Regions from separate parts of the Gossypium arboreum genome. Here region 2 is linked to region 1. Evidence: chromatin contacts called from public Hi-C data. All regions are on one chromosome and are shown on one strand. The core of a region is the stretch at or near the end of the contact, and the rest is flanking DNA. Distances in the headings are between cores, read along the strand shown.

Region 1 (6,517 bases), core at 1,156-3,655:
ATAATACACTAGAACAATAAACTTGAGGTTTTGTTCTAGTGCAAGTTTCAGTCGTACCGATGCATACCGACCGGAATATGGTGTACTAGCCGATACCAAAAAATAATTTTAAAATATATTTTAAATTTAAATGTATTTTTATTATTTACTTGTAAAAATATTTTTAAAAATATTTTAAATTTAAATTTTAGTACTTATTTTGAATTTATTGAATTATGAATTGTTATATGTATAGTATAAGATGATATTATAGTTTAATTTATGAAATAATTTTTTACTTGTTTATTTTGAGTTTATTTAATGATCGATTGCATTTGTGAAGTTTATTAAAGAATATTATATATAATTGATTAGTATTTTTCTTATCTTAAAATTTAAATACGATGAGATTTGAACTCATGCCACTGACATTTTTAAAATCTTTAATTTAGCACTTCAGTCGAAATTTTATTTTGATGAGTATTTTATATTTGAGATATATTTAACCTCATTATTTGATAATTGTAAATACTTTTTATATACATATATCAATTTTTTTAAAAAAAATCGATAAACTCGAAATAGTACACTAGTACTGATATGTACCAATACCAATAGAAAAATGGTATGCCCACGGGCACGATACTAACTAACTTGATTAAGACTAAAATTTTGGAAAAAAAAATATATAGCGATTAAGAATGATCCAGTTGGAGAACATAGATTAAATCTATAACTTTACGCATATTACAGGACTAATAGCATAATTGAACCAAATAGATTTAACTGTTATTATTTGGTCAAGACTAAAATTTTACTAAATCCACAACATATACAAATTACAGTTGTAATAGCTATATACAACATCCACACCCTCAAATTTTGAACTGAATTATAAAATCTAAACACTTAGCTTTATTATACTGGCTCTTAACTACTATAGGTCCAACTTCAATGTCATCAAAGAGGAAGAGGAGGACGTGAGCTTGGATTTTCCTCATTGCGAGGGACGATTCCGATGACATAAGTTGGAAGTGAGTGAAGGAGGCCATAAAACCAGCAGAAAAGCTGTTTAAAAATATCAAAGAAGAATCCATGGCAAGGGTACGAAAGGAGGTGGAAGAAATGGAAGGGCCAGAAGAGCGAAGGTGGGTAAAAGAGGGAGACTAGTAGCGATGCACTTACAGCAGTGGCAAAATCTCTTGGGCGAAAGCGGATGAGATTGACGTTGAGAGGGATGTCGGCGGAGGTGAAGAGGAATAGTAGGAGGAAGAAGAGTGCAAGAAGTAAAAATGGGAGCTCCATAATAGAAAATTCTCGAACAAAGATTGAGGAACTACCATCCGAGTTGGAAGGGATTAAGAACATAAAAAGGATCAAATTCAACACAGGAGGGATACAGTATCGCAGGTCCATCAGGTTTTCGACTTTGTTCTCTTTTTTGTACTCAGACGGAGCCTTTGGGGCTTTGTTCTTTTTTTCGTATGGTTGATGGAGGCTTTGGGGCTTTGTTCTACTCGACGAAACTCTTGAGGGAGGAAGGGTTGGTATTTATAACAGGGAGGTGGGTTGAAGAGGAAAGGTCTTACAGTTAGAGCTGATCATAGGCCGGGCGGCCCAGCCCAGCCCGACCCAAAGGCCCGCCCAAAAAATGGGAGGGTTTGGGTAAAAATATAGGCCCGAAATATGGGCTTGGGCAAAAAAACGAGGCCTGTTTAGAAAACGGGCCGGGCCTCGGGTAAGATTTTTTTGGCCCGGGCCCGGCCCGAATTATATATTAATATATATATTTTTTATTTTTTAAAATTATTTTAAATTTTTAATATAACTATTTTTTATTATATTGTTAATTTGTGTATTGTTTTAAGAATTGTTTTAGTATTATTTTTATTTGTTTTAATATTTATTTTTATGTTTTTAAATATATTTGATTTATTAAATTTTAAATTTTTTATTTAATAAATAAGAAAAAAAATTAATATGGGCCAGGCCGGGCCGGGCTTGAACAAAATTTTAAGCCCATATTTTGGGCCGGGCCTAGGCCCAAGCCTAGTAGACGGGCCTAAAATTTTATCTTGACCTGGCCCAAACCCAGCCTAGCCCGGCCCATAATCACCTCTACTTAGAGCCTCCAAACACTCCCAATTCAATCCCGGCTGCCTCCAACTTGACCCAATTCCCCACTAAAATTGGATCAATTGAGTCTTAAATCCACCCTTAATTTTGACATCCAGTCACGTTTACTTACATGCAAATCGGTCTAAAGTTTATTTACTAAATAAAAAATATTGAAAATTGAAAAGAGCAGTGTTCAATTTAATTTTGACACGGTTACTTACATGATTTTCCAAGTTTCTCTAAGTTTATTTACTAAATAAAAAAGCAAAACAGAAAAGGGTTTGAAGAGTTAGTGTTGCTGCAAACTAACAACACCCAATTACTTCATGCTTTGTTTGGGGATGGTGGCAACAGAGGACAACATCAACGATGTTTACAAGGAAGCGGATAGGGTTTTGTTTTCCACAAAGGGTTTGAACAACCACTTGTTTTTATTTCAAGTATTGAAGCGGTAGGGTTTAAAGAAAGAAAGGGTTCCAGTAAGTGCACGTGAATATTTTTTTATTGTTGAAATTTGAAAGAAAATAAGTTTATGGGGGGTTTTATATTGATACATAAATTTATAAAATAATTCAGTAAAAAACATAATGTTTCTTATATTACACTATATAAACCTAAAGATTACGTAAAAACAAAATATTAAATATGCATCGGGGATTATATTCCTTGTTGTTAGTAATGAAAGCTAAAAATTAGTAAATAATAAGCTTTAATAAGCAAATTGGCTCTACACTATGCCCATGCCTAAAATTTCATTTTGCCCCATTTTACCTCAAAAGCTAATACCAACCAATAAGAATGTTTTATCATACGCCACACACTTTTGAAATAAAATGAGACAGTTTACATACTTTTAGATTATAATTTAATGTCAATTTCCTTATGTTAAAGTATGTTATAAGTCCATGTACTTTTTTGAATTTAGAACTTAGTTCCTCTACTTTTAAATTTTAAAATTCATGTCCAATTATTAATATCAGTAAAATTTTTTATTAACTTTATTGGTATAACATTTTAGAATAAAAAAATTCTCACTTAACAATAATGTAACTAAAATGTTGTAATAAACCTAAATTTGACAAAAGAGAAGTTAACATCTGTACTTGTATTTTTAAATTTGAAAAGTAAATAAAAAATAAAAAAATCCTTGAAATAAAAGTCACCTTGAGCATATTTTAACCATTTGCTTATTAAGCCTACTACTGCTCTAACCCAATTCTCATATTAGTTCTTAAAGCTTTTTTTTTGTCAAGAGTAGCACTTTAATCATCGTTTCATTTTTACCCAAGAAGTGTATGATATCTAATAAGAATATTTCATGTGTTACTCGATGATATTGTTTATTGGATAAATCAAGACAAAATTGGTAGTTTAGGTGCCATTTTTGAAAGAAAAAAAAAATTAGGGACCAATCTGAAAAGTGAGGTATAGCCGAGGGGGTGAGTTATAATTAAAAAGAGAAAAAGAGAAAAAAAGAAAAAAGAAAAGGAGAGTTGGGTGGATATAATAATAGAAAGAAAGGCAATTGGGCAAGAGAGAATCTAAGGAAAGGCAATGGGATTTTATACAACTTTGGATCTGACAATCACGCTGTCTCCTCTGCTTCCCTACAAAACTTAGATCTTCTTCATCCCTCTTCACGCGCCCTTTCTCCCCATCCTCCCCACTCTCTCTTCCTTTTTTTTTTTTTTCCTACTAAATTTTCATCAAAATAATATAAAAACATAAATTATTTCCCGAAATAATATAAGATGAACATTATTTACTATTATTTGTTTAAAATGTATTTATCAAAATCCCAAATTAAATATTAATTATTTGCTCTATACTCAACTAGAAAAATCTAAGTTGTATTGATTCTAATCCAACCCCGCTAAATATCTCACTCTTTTTATTGAAATTTAAGACTGATTTTATATGAAATTAAATATTATTTTGGTTTCCAATTATTTGGTTGGATTATTTTGAATTAAAATGAATTGTCTTCTAAAATCATTTCAATGTTTCAATCCCATCTAATACCGTACCATATTTCACATTAGCCAAACAATATTTGTTTTTAATCTTTTGTTCTCACATGGGAAGATCACCCCAAATCCCAAATTTCTACTTCTTTTTCATTTCCTCTCATCTCATCCACTTGATTTTATACCATAAATTCATAATCATTGATAGCCTCAACTATTACATGAAACATATTGAATGAAAGGGCAAAAATAAGTTACGACTCCATCGTGAAAAGAAGCCTTTTAAAGTTAAGGCATTTTCAGAGTCGACCGGAAACATTCAAAGGGCTCTTATAGTTACACTAAAATTCGAAGAAAAAAAAAAAAAAACTCTAAGGAATGGTGTCATATATCTTGCTGTTAGAAGAAACCATGTAACATCATTTATGAATAATGCAAGTTGTTTATAACCACTCAAAAGACAGACAATCAAGTGCAGCCAGATTTCAGGCTAAGATATGTACAAAGGAAATCCGAGAATCACGATAACCTCTTCCAAATGTGAAGAAATAATGATTGACCTAGTTCTCTCTATGGTATCCTTGTAATTAGGTTAATGCAAGAGATGGTAGGTTACCTGCGGGACATCTTTGCCTGCGAGGACGTCTAGTTGTCTTCCCCCATCCAGTAAGGCTTCCATCGTCGAGCCCCAATTCAGTGTTATTAAGCTGCTGCATTAATGGTGTGTGACTTGTGGCTGCTGCTGAAGCAGGAGGGGAGGTAGTTATCGAACGTCGCCTCCCCCTACCACAATTTCTTCTTGTCAATCCAGAATTCCATGAATGACCTGTTGCTCTCATAAGCCCTCCAAATGTTTGAAGATCTTGTGTGACCTCGTGCCTTGATAGAGAAGCAAGACCTGGAAGGATGTCCCTTTGGAAGTCCCTCCGCTGCCTTCCTCGCCTTCCTTGGCCCTTTCGTGTTCGTGTTGTTAACAATGAGGTACTTCCTGTTTCTTCCACTTTAAAGTTTTCGGGAACTAGAGGCTCCGGCATGTAATCCTCTTCCTTGGTTTCTGCTAGTCTCAAAACCATTGATTCAAAGGAATCAATCTCTTCTAAAGAAGATTCATCTCGACCCCTGTCTTTATCTCTCGAAATAGCCTCCAACTTGCTCTCAAGGTCCTTGCCGAAAGAGGAAACTGTCTCAGCGAACCAGTTAAGGGGGTCTGTGGTAGAAGTTTCGGATGAATTGCAACTGACATCATCCAAATGACTGCAATGACCGGATGATGAGATGGCCACTATTGCCTCAGCTGCACTCTTCATAGGTCCATCCTGCAAGGACTCATCTCCTCTTTCTGCTGATACCAGAGGTAAGTTGTGTGCCTTTTCTGATAATTCTTCTCCATGAATGACATCCTTAGGCTCGGGAATGAGTGGAGCTTCCAAATCTATTCCTCCAGTCATCTTCCTAGCAGTGCTTGGAACATTCAGTATAAAAGAAGCTTCATCCTCAACAGCACACGAGTTCAAGTCAATTTGATGTCTGAAACTTGATATCTTCATATCTGCTTCCTTCTCTATGGCCGAATTCTCTGCAACATTGTCTTGGCTCGCGTCAAGAGACGCATCACAAGGTAAGTTAATATCAAGTAACACATTTCTCCCCTTATTTTCTGCTTCACCTTCAGATGGTTGAGAACCAGATACATATGGGGAGGTAAAAGAAGACTCGTTCTCAGAAACATAATGTTTTTCAAAAATGGGAACCCCTAAAATCCTTTTATCGTGCAGACATTCACTTATTTCACTCCTGTTGGCATCGGCATTGTTGGAGGATGAAATTGACTTCACATTCTGTGTAAAAATTTGACTGAAACCATTTCCAGTCTCACTTTTATTGGTCGATTTCTTCGAAGAAGATTGAAAGAAGATTAACTCTCCAACATTCAAGTTCAAGTCCATTCTTGCACTTATAGCCTCATTCTTACAAGCAGGCTTGGCCCTTAGCCATGGCAGCCCTGGTAGATGGCCTTCATGCTTTCTTCGTAAATCTATTTGAGGACCTTGTTGCGTAACTGGCATGTTAGATGAATTGTTCGAAAGCACCACATTCAAATTCACATCGATAGCAGACTTCATATCAACACCATTTGAGCAGTTGTCAGTAGGGAACTGCTCAGAGACCACCTTACCAACATTACTACCATAACTGGTAGAAAAGAGCTGAACTCCAAGTTCCTTGGACCCCGACGAGGATCCATAATGAAAACCGTTCCGATAGGAAAATTCACTTCCAAAAGCAGGGTTAAGTTTAGAATTGCTACTTTCTTTCCTTTTCTCGCTGAAACTCTCATTGCTATGGGGTGATATGCCAGAACTCTTACTATAAGGACCATATGAATTCAAAGATGGGAGAGTCTGAACTGACAATGACTTCTGGTTCAAGCTGCTCGAAGGCTTTTCCATAGA
Region 2 (6,517 bases), core at 2,988-5,487, 47 kb before region 1:
CTAGCACATCGTCTGATACTGAGATCTATAAGAGGTATCATACTATTATTTTTCATTTTTACTACCTTGCAGAGATGGTTTTTTTGTTTGGGTAAATTGTTATAATTCCTTCATGTCTGGAGGAATTTGATAATTATTTTTCTTTTTGCTTATGCTTAAAATGTTATAAACCTGAGGTATCTTCTCATTTGATATTGTAAATTGTAGATTACTTCCACTTTACCTTCCTCGAGATAAGCATGAGGAGGCGGTGGCCATATCTAAGCTTCCTGCTGATGTTGGGGATGAAAATGGTGAGACTATCATTCATGAGCGTAAAATCAGAATAAAGCCATTGCCCAAAAAGGTCATCCCAAAGCCTTCCCAATCTCCAGCTGAAGTCCCTGCTAGTGATGTAGGTTTGGTACAAAGGTCAGTCCCTGTGCAGATATTGGAATATAGGTGTGTCCATATTTCAACCTTATGCATTTGTGGTTTAAGATGCTCTTTCTTCAACATTTTAATGATTAACATCTCTAAGAGACTAATTGTTTTTCAGTGTAACATATCAACAAATTGAATTCCATCCAAGCTGTTCCTTGTGATAGCAAGTTTAACTTACAAACGGAGTAGTTTCTATTCAATATTTTGGATTCCCCTTGGAGCATATTTCTTGTTGTGGGCAAGTGCTACTTGCGAGCCTAATTGTTCTTTAAGAAATTTGAAGTGTTTTTGTTTCTCTCTTAGCCACTCTCTGTTATATATATGCATGCATTTGCATCATGAACACTTCCAAAAGCTACACACCTTATGAAGGCTGGTTTTTGACTTGACTTTGCCAACCTTTTATGGATTATGCATTTGGATACATTAACCCATGTAAAGCTATATACCTCACTTAGGTTGGTTGGAAATCTGTTGGGTGGTCTAATCACTCTTCCCTTTCTAGAATGATGCAGTTCATTTTATTTGTTGCCACATATGGATGCTTGTACTAGTTACATTCTGTGATAAGACATGAGATTTGTTTTTTTCCCCATATTTGTGGATTTGATAGGTTTTGAGGAATATATTATTAAAGCAAGAAGTAAATCTTGTTTTTATTTTACTTATGTCTAAGTTGCTAGAGAATTAGAATTCGCGAAATGTAACAAACCATTGCTCCGCGGAGATCCCATGTAGTTTTTTGTCAGTTTTCAAGTCTTCTCTTTCAATTGTCATGGTTCTTTTGATTACGATAAATGATCATGGTCTATTTGAATTTCAAGTCATTAATTAACCATGTCAAATAATTGTTTATTTTTCAGAAACTCAAGTTACTTAGATACATATTTGGATCCTGCTTTCATGTCCCTGATGAAAGATCCAGACCAGAGACGCCAGGAACAATGGGAAAAAACTGCTCAAGCCCAAGGTGGTTGGAATTGTGCTAAGATGCTTGGTTTTGGTGACATAGGTGGGCCTCCATTATCTGCTGCAGAAGAATACTCACTTCACTCCAGATATCTTGCTAAGGCAAATTCTCTTAATCTTTCTGAAATTGCAGAGATGAAAATTCTGTAAGTTCATCATGCAGATCTCCTTCCATTTTTCCCATTGAATTAGCATTCCTTGTTATTATATTTCATTATCTGTTAGAATTGGTTAAACTCTTCATTTTTCACTGGATAATTGGTTTTCTTCACTATTGGTCACTGGAAGCACATTATGATAATAAACAAGCTGCTGAAGTTTTGAGACAGTTTACTCTCCCTGTCGTTTTCTTAATGTCTCATTTTTATTTGTTGGCTTTTACTCTTTGTGAGACCATGGTTCATTTAGTATGAACCACATTAATTTCATAAATGTTCAGATTACTCCTGATTTGAATTCAATGTTAGTTTATTTGTTTTATTTCAGTTATCGCGGGGGAGTGGACAGTGAAGGTCGCCCTGTTATGGTTGTTGTTGGAGCACATTTTCTGCTGCGGTGTCTTGAGCTTGAGCGTTTCATTCTCTATGTTGTAAAGGTATTAGCTTCCCAGTTCTTTTGGTTGGATATTTGAAATTCATACTGTCTCATTGAATACACATAATTTAAATAGCTTGATTTTGGGAAAGTATTTTAGTATGGACACTCAATTGTATACTATTATTGATAACTGGCTTTTGAGCAAAAAATTTTTTAATTATTAATTTCAGGAATTTGAACCTTTGATACAGAAGCCTTATACTATTGTATACTTCCACTCTGCAGCATCATTACAAGTGTAAGTATTGTATGGTTATGAGAAATTTGGCTTATTTGATGCACTTTAAAGAAACTACCTGGGGTTAATGTTTGGTGGGATTCGTTAAATGTTTTTGTTCTCTAAGTGAAGGCTTTTTGACCTTTCGTTGTTAAACAATGCTATTATCTCAGTATCATAGCTTAGCTGCTGTCTGTCAGTTTTTTCCTAGTTGTGAAGTTGATTTATCTGATCACCAAATGTTAACATATATTAAAACAGAGAGGAAGCAAACGATAATGGGGTAAGAATCTGTGTGTGATTTACTGAGTGATCAATAATTTCTTTACACTTCTGATAGCTAGTCAATCTTCGAGCTCCTCATACAACTTGTTCACTGATGTTGCATGTAATATTTTCTAATATTAGAACAATTCCTAGACATTGACAAAATCACAAGCAAAATTGCATAACTCAAAGCAATGAAAACAAACAAGAAGGTTGTGCCTTGTCTTGGGAAAATAAAATCTTGGTTAGGAAATTTTGATTTAATTAATACAAACCGTTCTTGGTTATGGTTAAATTCGATGTGAATTTTTATTCCCTGCTCATGTTACATTTTTTTTTTTCGCGTTCTGGTATAACCAGCCAACCAGACTTGGGATGGATGAGAAGATTACAGCAAATACTTGGTCGGAAACACCAACGTAACCTGCATGTATGTAGGCACTTTCTATTCCTAATGTTTTTAGTATTCATACACAACAATAGTTATTTTATCATTTTACATGTTTTGCAAAGGCAATATATGTTCTCCATCCTACATTTCACTTGAAGACTGCAATTTTTGCTCTGCAAATGTTCGTGGATAAGGTGGTATGTCTTAAGTCTTAACTATTTCTCTCATTTGAAGACTGATGTCACTGCTGAGGAATCTTGGTAACTTGATGTTCTTGGAAATGATATACAGGTGTGGAAGAAAGTGGTATATGTTGATAGGCTTCTGCAGCAATTCAAATATGTTCCTCGCGAGCAGTTGACCATCCCTGATTTCGTGTTTCAGTTGAGTGTTCTAGTTTTATCCTTTTATCATATAAAACGAAGCATAGCATCATTTATAGTCTTTTGGCAATGGATGTTCTTATGCAGTCCTACAATCCAATCAAGTTATCCAACAGTTTTTTTTCATGATTCACCTTAGTTATATTGTATGTTGATAGAAATGATTCTAAACATTTGGTTAACACTGATATTGCAGGCACGATATAGAAGTGAACGGTGGAAAGGGTCTTATTGTAGACCCTCGAACGAAATACATATATCATCGACCATAGAACATTTAAATACACAGTTTCAGAGTTGATGAAAGCCAGTAATTCTTGGTTTGATTTCCTCATCACCTTGTATTTGTAGGCAGGTAGTGGGTTGGTTGTGTTTGGTTTTTCATGTAGATATGTTTCTTTTTTTTTCGTTTTATTTTTTGAGCAATGATATGTTTGTTAATAATATATATTTCATGGTGATGTGAGCTTTTCTATTTGATTTCAACATGTTGCACTACATCCTGAGAAAGTGGACTCTTTCTTGGCATGTTTTAAAGAGGGGAAGGGATTGTCGGGGTTTTGAATCTGTCGATTATGGACATGGTCGACTTTAGACAGATCAGATTGTAAGTGTTGAGCTTTGAATTCTAATTTGTACTTCATTTTTAAATGAATCATTACCGTTCAAATCTGTCGTTTTTATTTTTATTTTTTTAAAAAGCATTTTAAAGTTATTTTCACTCATTTAAAATATAAATATTTATTTTTGCACTATAAAACTAAGAAATTATAAATTAAGTAAAAATAAAATTCAACCTGTAAACAGAAATCCAATTTGAATCAAATACATTTAAAAAATAATCAAAAAAATATAATTTATTTTGAATAAAATAGAATCAATATTTCTTTGCTCCAGCCCAGTAACAGAGGCAAGAAATGATCCAAGTTGGTTGCTGGCCTATCGGGCCTAAGGAATCTTACGTGTCAGGATTCTGTTCAATAACACACTCGATCCTGTAATCCACAGATTGCATATAATTTTTTTTATCTTTATTTTTATTTTTGTTTATTTTTAATTCTCCCCTTCCCTTCATCTGAGTCGCTGAAAGCCTGAAATTAATGAAGTTTCTCCTTTTTCTTTTTGATATAAAAAGCCTGAAATTAATTTTGTGAGGACGAAATTAAATGCCCAGAATTTCATTTTAGTTGGTTTCAATCAAGAAAGAGGAAAAAAAATCATTTTGTTTTCCAAGAAAAATGGTGCAGACCCTTTCATTAAGCAGTACTTTAACAACCTCTGGAAACACGGCTATTTATGGAACAGAAGTAGGCGGGAGGCGGCAATTTGAGATAATTGGAAAAGGTCATATGAAATATGGGATTAGTAGACAATATTTCAGGCATGGGTATGTACCAAGTTTTTACTTTAATGGCAATCCCAATTTGATGAAGAAAAGGAACTTTGGGGTTAAAGTTGGTTGGCCGTTTAAAGGAGGTGACCGGGAATTGGGTGCAAGCTCAGAGCGTAGTGAGACTGCTAATGAAGATATACTGATTTTCTTTTTCCAATTAGACTTGGCTACTCAAGTTCAGGTTTGGTGATGTGAGCTTGTGTTTTTTTTTCATCTATGATATGAATTTTATCTTTTATTAATAGTTATTTCTGTTTATCTCTCAGTTTATAGGATTCGGTCATTTTTTATGTTGTTTTTCTGTGGATTTGCAGCGTGCTTTGAACTTGGAAGAATATGAATTTGCACAGCAACTTAGAAACAAGCTTACTGAGGTTAGAACTTAGAAGACCTGATATTAATTGTTGGACTCTTTTGGAAGCTTTCCACTGGCTATTAGTTGTTAATGAAATGATTACTATGGTAGATTTTTAGTTTTCTTTGTACTCATTTTGCATGCATCAGTTCTTTATTTCATTATTTAGTATCATGAATTTATGTAAGCTTGGTTGGTACAATGTGTATCCAAGTTTGTCCATAAAAAATGGAGCTGAGACATGTGTACGTAAGTGTCTTTTCATTAACAAGTGTTCTGCTATGAAGGTTGAAGCAGAAATCCTCAAGCAGCAAGAAGCAAAAAGAGGTTTGTCCTCAAAGAGTGAAGCTCAAGATAAGGCACTAAGTCTTGTGCGTCTACGGTGAGGTCCCTCGCTTATGTTATATGCACTCTTCTTATAGTGCAGAGTATTGATTTTTATGAGAGATTGAGGATTTGGAGTATCTTCTTTTTTATTTTTTATTTAGATACACTTGAGTGCTTCAGGCTATTCATTTTCTTTGTTTCATTGCAGTGGAGAACTGCACAATGCAATCGAGAATGAAAATTATGCTTTGGCAGCTCAATTACGGGATGACATTTCTATACTCGAGGCTGAATCTTTGGCTGCATCTGCAAAAGCATTGGCATATGAAAAGGCACAATACGCTTTTCGTTTGGGACAGAAAGTTCAGCATAAAATTTTTGGTATACCATCAAACATGATTTCCAGTAAATTATATCAGCTATTAATGTCCTCCCTTTGTTTCTTCTCCTCCATCCCTTTACCCTAAATTCCACAATTGGGAATTGATTTCTTTTTCCTTTTCTATTTAATAATTCCTTTATATTTCAGTATGCTATTGCTTGTCGATGTGCTACAGCTTTTGTACTCGCTCAGCCTCCCTCTCCCTCCCCCAAAATCCCACCCTTCTTTCTAAAGATAGAGAAAGATAGGACAGAGAGAAGATGAGAGCGAAGTACAACCCTGTAAAGTATTACATCCATCGAGATTTACTGTGACAAGCATTAATACAAGGTTCTTGTCCTCTTGTCTTGTCATTCCCTACTTGTTTATATTATCCAGGTTATCGAGCTGTAATTTGTGGGATGGATCCAGTGTGCTGTGAATCAAGTACATGGATGGAAGCTGCACAGGTTGAAAAGTTGTCTCATGGTTCTAATCAGCCATTTTATCAGGTTTGATTAGTACTTATATTTAAATTCATCTGGAATGAGCAGTATTCTTTTCTTATAATCGAGATAATATTTAGCTTTCAATGCAATGAACCCCATGTATGACCTGTTATATCTGCTCTTCTTTTCTTGAAGCCTCCTAAGTTTTGCAATGGTCAATGAACTTTCTCTTTTGGTATGGATATATTATTATGACATAGAAACCAATAAAACATAATTTCTATACAGAAACAATAAGCATTTGGATCAGAAAAATCCTGGTAGGCTTTATGAGTGCTTCCTGTAAGATTTTACCATGCAATAAACAAATATGACCAAGTTCAAT

What was found. Hi-C and Micro-C count contacts between places; a contact is called where the count stands out from the background.
Region 2: a contact with region 1 is called in a Hi-C map of leaf, with 4 times the contacts expected there. The contact joins the promoter of LOC108461269 here to the enhancer-like site in region 1. A contact is called at or near these places in 2 of 5 Hi-C or Micro-C datasets (both in leaf).

What each region holds. Positions count from the first base shown.
Region 1 is chr13:28,965,234-28,971,750 of ASM2569848v2, reverse strand. It overlaps LOC108464554, which reads right to left. Exons shown (of 4, transcript XM_017764910.2): 4 at 4,487-6,517. The coding sequence ends at 4,652. Among protein-coding and RNA genes, the nearest start is that of LOC108464554, 6.4 kb to the right of the region's middle. Within about 2 kb of position 2,405, at least 2 of the 2 cell types and tissues checked have an H3K27ac peak or open chromatin away from gene starts, as enhancers often do. A contact at or near this core is called in leaf, where this site is marked.
Region 2 is chr13:29,013,673-29,020,189 of ASM2569848v2, reverse strand. It overlaps LOC108461269 (clp protease adapter protein ClpF, chloroplastic), which reads left to right and starts at 4,237. Exons shown (of 8, transcript XM_017761060.2): 1 at 4,237-4,821; 2 at 4,955-5,014; 3 at 5,283-5,377; 4 at 5,531-5,703; 5 at 6,083-6,195. The coding sequence starts at 4,486. It overlaps LOC108464508, which reads left to right. Exons shown (of 15, transcript XM_053024020.1): 7 at 1-34; 8 at 208-441; 9 at 1,287-1,538; 10 at 1,879-1,987; 11 at 2,160-2,227; 12 at 2,834-2,903; 13 at 2,987-3,061; 14 at 3,156-3,248; 15 at 3,444-3,919. The coding sequence ends at 3,548.